2 separate regions of the Pan troglodytes genome follow, and region 2 is linked to region 1. The links are chromatin contacts, called in public HiChIP or PLAC-seq maps. All regions are on one chromosome and are shown on one strand. Each heading gives the region's core, a stretch centred on a gene start, on an enhancer-like site or on the middle of the called end of the contact. The rest is flanking DNA. Distances are from core to core; before and after follow the strand shown. Region 1 overlaps CDK6 (cyclin dependent kinase 6). Region 2 overlaps LOC134810468 (a long non-coding RNA gene).

What was found. HiChIP or PLAC-seq counts read pairs in DNA pulled down with a chosen protein or histone mark.
Region 2: an H3K4me3 HiChIP or PLAC-seq map of stem cell-derived excitatory neurons shows a contact between it and region 1, with 4 times the contacts expected there. The contact joins two enhancer-like sites. A contact is called at or near these places in 2 of 7 Hi-C or Micro-C datasets (induced pluripotent stem cells and stem cell-derived neural progenitor cells), 1 of 1 datasets of contacts at active chromatin or transcription factors (stem cell-derived excitatory neurons) and 1 of 1 other capture datasets (stem cell-derived neural stem cells).

Annotation. Positions count from the first base shown.
Region 1 is chr6:102,070,526-102,074,074 of NHGRI_mPanTro3-v2.0_pri, forward strand. All of the region lies in intron 4 of CDK6 (cyclin dependent kinase 6), which reads right to left. Among named protein-coding and RNA genes, the nearest start is that of FAM133B, 110 kb to the left of the region's middle. Within about 2 kb of position 1,811, at least 13 of the 24 cell types and tissues checked have an H3K27ac peak or open chromatin away from gene starts, as enhancers often do. A contact at or near this core is called in stem cell-derived excitatory neurons, where this site is marked.
Region 2 is chr6:102,421,813-102,425,361 of NHGRI_mPanTro3-v2.0_pri, forward strand. All of the region lies in intron 2 of LOC134810468 (a long non-coding RNA gene), which reads left to right. Among named protein-coding and RNA genes, the nearest start is that of SAMD9, 71 kb to the right of the region's middle. Within about 2 kb of position 1,944, at least 2 of the 24 cell types and tissues checked have an H3K27ac peak or open chromatin away from gene starts, as enhancers often do. A contact at or near this core is called in stem cell-derived excitatory neurons, where this site is marked.

The DNA of each region.
Region 1 (3,549 bases), core at 561-3,060:
ATTAGCCTCTGTGAATAGCTTTGGTCATATTGTCAGCTTTGATGTAGAGTTCACTGTTGTCATGTGAAGTCACTGTTACACATTAAATAGGCAAGAGAAAAGGGGGATTTTACAGATTGTGAGAAGTTTATAGTGAAATTAGGGTATGGCAAGTTGATAAGCTGAATGGTTGAAATGTCAGTTACCAGGTACCCTTGGGAATAAGTAAAGACCAAGACCCCATGTTGCCTCATGCTCAGTGTACAAAATGTCTGTTCATAATCATTTATGTGCTCATCTACTTGCTGAAGATGATCTAAATATCGGCCATTTATTAGTCTCATCTTTAGTCATCTGTGAACACCATACAGTATAGGGGGTATGTGACTAGATGGACTAAGGGAAAGAGTCCTTGATTGAGATTTTGAAATCTGAGTTTTTGTTCCAGATATACTCTGGGTATTAGTTTTAAATAAATATTTATATCCAGATATACCTCTGGATATTAGTTATAAATAACCTTTGTATATTTATTACATTGCAAAAAAGTAATTTTATATTGTTAGGCCCTAGTTTCTCAACTACAAAATCAAGAAGTCACATTTGATTATTTCTAAAGTCTTTCCAACTCCAGAATCCTATAATTAGAATAAATAAATTCTACATGCTCAGTGACACCATCTGAACATTGCACTGTGTACCAATACATCCAGGTCAGTGATGCTGTTCACAGAAACTTGACATTTACAGAAATCAAACGTTAACCAAGAGGAAAACTGAAAGAACATTAATAATTACTCAATATAATTTGTGGTTCCATAAAGCAAAATTGGAATTCCAGAAGAGCCTGTGAAGAACCTTCAAGAGTTATTTAGCCTGAGTGGCAAAAGGCAAAGCCACATATCACTTATCAATGTAGCTACAGGCTAGAGAACAATCATGTCTGCATGTCATGTAACATGGGAGAGGCTGTTGTCTGTCTCGTGTTCTTTTCAAAATCAAGCATCATTGTTCAAACAGAAATGTGTAGTGATTGTGCTTCATTAGGTAAGCATCCAAATTTATTACAAAATATGCTCAGAGTGGCCATTTCAGAAGACATGTCTGTCTCTGAAATAGAAAATTATATATATATAAAAAGACCACAGCAAAAAGGAATGACATGGGATATAATTTTTCTGTTCCTACCTATTGAAATATATCTCTGGTTTGTGTCTTTAGAAATTACCAAAGAGAAAAAGATGATCTCAAATGACTGAAATTACTTATAGACAGAAGGATATTAACCTCCTACGACATATTAAAAAGTTTGGGAGGGAGAAATTTAAGCTACACATGATACCTCTGGAAATTCCATTCTGTTTCATGCAAATGATCAGTGAAAGTTATAATGATACAAAGTTATGTCAATAATAGACTTTTAAAGAACCAGGTATAAATGGCAGTGTAAATATACAAATCATCTTGGTTTTTTTTAAATATTACTAAACAAATATGATCCTAGGACTAAGGCAGAAATTAGGGGGAAAAAGTCTCATAGCTTCTTTGTTGGTGATTAAGGGACCCTGAAGTAAAAAAAAAAAAAAAAAAAAGAAAAGAAAAAAACCAACAAAAATCAAGAAGCAATGCTCAAGGTAATAAGTGCTTTCATGTTTCCAGTTCTCATATCTGAGGGCACTGGATCAAGCTAAAGGACAAAGAGATAAGGACAATATTGCAAGTTACAAACAAATGGCAGATAAAAGAGCTCTTCTGGGTTCTGATTAAGTGACAGCATTCTACACATTCTTTTGACTTGAGAAAGTCAGACTAAGAGCAGCGGCTAAGTTCCATGTGAAGCCCCGCTAAATAAGCGTATCTGCATGCTTTCACATTCTGGCAGGACAGGATTCCTCCCCTTTCATTGAACAGAGACATGTTCTCTGGGCTCACAGCAATAATGCGCCTCTGCTTCAACTTCCATAAAAAAGCATAAATGTATATGCTGAAAGCACAGAGAAGTTTTGTGCTTTGGGACGAGGTGGCTGGGAGCCAATGTTTACAATCCCCTGGGTGGGGAAGGCAGGCTGAAAGGCTCAGGACGGCAGGCTTTAAAAGTCTTTGCTGTTGCCGCCAGTGACCTTCGCCTCTGTTTTCAAAGCAGCTCTCACGTTAACCCCTTGGATTCTGTGTGCACTGGAGCTGCACAAAGGAAATACCTTTCTTTGAAGGACACCTCTCTCACGCACATCGGTTTCTGATTTCAGTTGGAGCAGCTCAGAAACACTGGATTAAGAAAGAAGCATGTATTCAATCTGCTGTCAGACCCACCGACATGTCAGCGGTATTGGATCTGGGTTTCGGAGTGTGCTCTGTTCTACAAAGTGAAAGTTTCCAGCTTTAGGCAATGGACTCAAGGTTATAAACCAGGGGATTGTGAAACATGAGCATATTTGGTCTCCAGGGGAGAAGGAAGCATCCAATTTATGCAGAAATGCTCTTTTCCCAGCTAGCCAATGAGAGGCGAGGCTACAAGAGTGGGCTTCCTATTGGGATCTCCTGACTAGAAGAATGGTGCTTAAAATTAAAGACAGGCTAAATTGCTAACAGGCCAACTTAAAAAGCAGCTGAAGAGAAAACACCAATTGTAAAAATGAAAAGGGAGTTTTCCCGTTATGAAATCAAAGCTGACCACATTTAGCTTATTATTATATGTTGTTGTTTCACGGGGAAAGAATTAATAATCTTTTATTCTTAATGCTAAGAAGATCCTACAAAATCTTACCATATATGTGTATTTCTTTAATAGTCTTTACTAAGTTACTCAAATGATGATATTCAAGAGTGGTATTATTTAAGGCCTCAAAATGTTTTCAGGACACAAGATTTACTTTGAAAAAACTGGTTTGATATGTCAGGAACCAGATCAAATGATTTACTTTGAAAAAACTGGTTCGATATGTCAGGGACTAGAACAAACGCTTTGGTCTATGAGAAATTTTGTGGATTTAAAGATGTTTGTCATCTAAACATTGATCATCATTGACAGTGTCACCCCTTTATTGAATGGACAGCATATGGAATCCTGGGGTCATGAATTGTGCAATTCTAATATTCAGAGTCTATGAACTCCTAACACATTTCCTGTCTTCAGGAGGATTAAGATTTCTGGAGAAGAAAATGAAAAGCAACATACACCAGAAAGTTTAACCGATTCGCAAAAAAGTCATTAAGTCTTACTAAAATCATCCAATCAAATATGAGACAGGAATGAGAGAGAGAATTTTCTCTTCACATTTGGAGATGAAGCCTGGCCTCTACGTTACCAGGCAGCCATCTATAATGTCATAAAGTACATGTATACTGTAGCTGGAAGTCATCTTAGGAATATTTGAGAGAACTGTTTTTCAGGACTAATAACTGGCTCTTAATAAGTGCTTCGGAAGACAGTTAATAACATTTCAGCTTCTCGAAGAATGCTTAATAGTAATCGTAACTATCGGCCTGGCTTTCATTACAGACCAAACAACCTGTTCCTTGTTATCTATTGTGGAAGTCAATGGTGATTAAGTAAATATATTTTACTCTAAT
Region 2 (3,549 bases), core at 694-3,193, 350 kb after region 1:
TGGTCAGCAAATGATTATGTGAAATTTTAGGCTGTATGAATGATAATGAGTTTGTATACAACAGAATAAAAGCTTCTAGAGGGTAGTCCAGAAACTTTGTATTTTGGGAGTGAATACATTAAACAAGATCACTCTTCTAGGTTCTCATGAAATCCCAGTTATCGTTATTCCAACCCAGAAGGCTTAGGGATGAACAAGGACATATCATTCTTTTCTTCCAGAGGATGAACTGGACTTTTCACCTTAACATTTAATCGGACACCACTCTTTTCCCATAGAGGTGCTCAGTCTCTAGCAGGGAAGGACATTTATACATGAAAATGAACTGTAATGTTATCCTCTCCAGGACTAAATTTATTTACTTTTGTAAAATGGGAATAATTTCTTCACGCTTTCAAAGTGGAAAAATGATTGCTAGCACATATGGGAGTAGATTCTTGAGTGAAAGTTACTATAAATATTAAATATACAGTGGGATTTAGGAACCCACTTGCATGTGGCTCACACACATTACCTTATATTTATAGAAGGCAGTGGTGAGAAAGATTACTTTTCAATGATCAAAAATAGAAATCACGTTTATTTGGCTTTGAACTGCATCATATGCTTGTTCTTTCTACATATTTAGCATGTAATTATGTTTGGGTTTGGTTTGTGTTAAAAATTAGATTACATTTCCTGAACCACTGATAATCAGCAGAAGTTCTTCAAGAAGCAAGATGGGTTGTTAGGCACTTTGAGGTGGAATGCCAGCCAAGATGCCATTTTTGAGATGCCCCTGGGCTCTATAAGCACAGGAGACCATTAGAAACCATGAAATGCTGACAAACCCAGTGTGATAATACCACTCTGTGTGACAATCTCTGTAGTGGTAGAGGCTGTATATGTACTCTAGAACAGTGCTCCCATTCTAGAGTGGGGTTCTCAGAACACATGTCCCTTTCCAGATGCATCTGCTATACATAGTTTTTCTATAAGAACACTATTTTGATCAAGAATCAATAGGAGAGACATTTAATTTAATATCACTGTTAAGAGCCTTTGAAAAATGCTTATTAATAAAAGATACAAATTTATGCATCCCCTTTTCATTACAAGAATCATACACCATCAGAGGTAAAAGGAACATCCTTCAGAACTGGTTTTCAAATGCTTTTTTTGACTTGAAATAGACTCCTTTTAAAAATGGAATAAAAAGAAATAAAAGTCTACATGGCATTCCAATATGTAAAATAATACCAGTATGTCTTACTGAACAGGGGAAATACATAGGGTTTCAGAAGTTCATTTTGAAAATCACTGTGTTAACATGTTTCCTAAACTTCCTGAAAAAGAAACTATATGAATCATCTCAGGATGCAAAGGAATAGTAACAAACACAGAAATCCTAAAATATCGGGGAAATGGTATCATTATACTAAGATGGCACCTACTCGTATACAGATGAAGAAATGGGAGCCTGATTGTTTGCAACAAATGGCCAAAGGCTGCACAGCTCCTTTAGGACAAATTCAGGACCCAAATTCAATGTTTTTTTCCCCAGCTTGCGGGTCACTATCTGATGCCGCCTCTGGAGTCTGGAATGCCTTTGAAATCAGGCTGTATGACACTCTAATCAATTTTAATGATCTAAAGCTTTTATAAATTGGTGAAAAATTTTATAACACAAAACTACTTTCTACATTGTTCTGTGCTGCCACAAAAATCAATCATGATTCTCAGGGATATTTTTATGTTCATATATTGATGATAATCATTCCTTATATTTATGTAGCTAGATATGCATGGCTTAAACACCACCACATGCATTCTGGGACTGGACATAGGACATGACATCCCTGACCAGTAAATCCCTTGAATGAGTGCATTTTCCCCCTCTGTGCATGTCTCCTTCTCGTCCATTGTCTGTCTCCTTTTCATGCCTGTCAGGCGGTGGCCATGACTGTGCACTTATAAGGGTCAGTGACCCAGCAGAGAGGGCAGGCCCTGCAGAAGGCGTGTTGATGAAGCATTACAATGCACACTGAATTTGTTAGCTCTCTGGCTTACTCCCAGGGGCAGGCTACAATTGTTTCCTGTGTGGCATGGCACCCACCCGGAACTCTTATGGTATGGGCCATTCCAACCAGGAATCTCTAAACCACATCCTACAAAATAAACATCCCATATTTCCCAGCTCACTAGATTCTTATACCTGGCTCTCCTTCCCTTAATTTGTACACTATACCCAGTGAAATGAATTAAAACAGAGTTATCTCTCATTTACATAAACAGCCATAGGGAGGTTTTCAAGGGATTATTTGCAAAACTGGGAGGCCACATAGATAATAATAAACTCACATCTTTCAGGTTGAAAACTTTTAGAAGACTGAGGTCTTAAGCCTCTTTATATTACAAATACTAAATTAAACAAAAAACAGACATGGCATTTCCTTTGAGATTGTCTCAAGGAAGGCAAGCATTTATTTCTCTCTTTGGAGCATCTACCTTTTAATAAAGCAATGATTATCTAGAAATGGAAACCTGTGATTCAAAAATAAAAGATTCACCTAAAATTTCAAATTTGCTGTAATTTATGCTACCTGTGCAAAACTTTTTACTTAAGTGAAATAGAATGAAAAAGTTGCCTGCATATGTTCTGGTTCTGGTCGTGTTGCAGTAGTTTGTATCAGACTGCCCTTCCTACAGATAACAATTGTGAACTCTGGACAAAATATTAAAAGAAAACAATTGAAACATACTGGGGAGACAACAAAGCAGCCCAAAACCAGAGAGAATTTGATCCTTGAAATAAGGAACCATATTAGATAAAATCAATGTATTTATTGATTTTTCCAAAGGTGCTCTATACTCCACTTGGTGCAGGACAGCTAGAATTGAAGCAGAAAGCTACAGTCTTATTGACCTGAGGAGTCAAAGGATAGTGTTTGGAGCTTTCACAACATCTGGAAATTGAGGGGTAAAAATCCCAGAGAGAAAGATCACAGTGGGGCTAGGTAGGCCCCAAATCTGCTCATAATCTCCTCTCTAATCTTTGGTGACCCTGAACTGTACGTGTGAAGGGGAAACTCCAAGTTGACCAGTGAAAAACTGTAGCTGAGAGACTGAAAGAACAGAACAGAAATTTTTAAGCTGTTGTTCACTGCACCAAGACAGAGTTTAGAGTTTGAGTCCTGCCAAATTTGAGGGGCTTGGTAGTTTTTCAAGATTTCCACTTAAACTCTAGAAAACTCATGCTTTAGTTATAAAGACTAGTTATCAGATTCCAGAGATTTGCTTTAGTACTAATAACACAATGGAAACAGACCCCATCAAAGCATAAAATTAAGCCTCTAAAAGTTCATTGGTAAGCTGCCAGTAATTTAAATGCCATGGACCACAAAATTCGGTACTGTTGAGAGGAAAAAACAGAAACTAGAGTTTATAATGTATTCTTTATGATGTCCAGTATACACTAAAGAAGTACTAGACATACATATGAAGAAATGGGGAAACGTGACCAAACAGTAAATGACCCAAGATGACTCAGATGTTACAAAGACTTAAAAT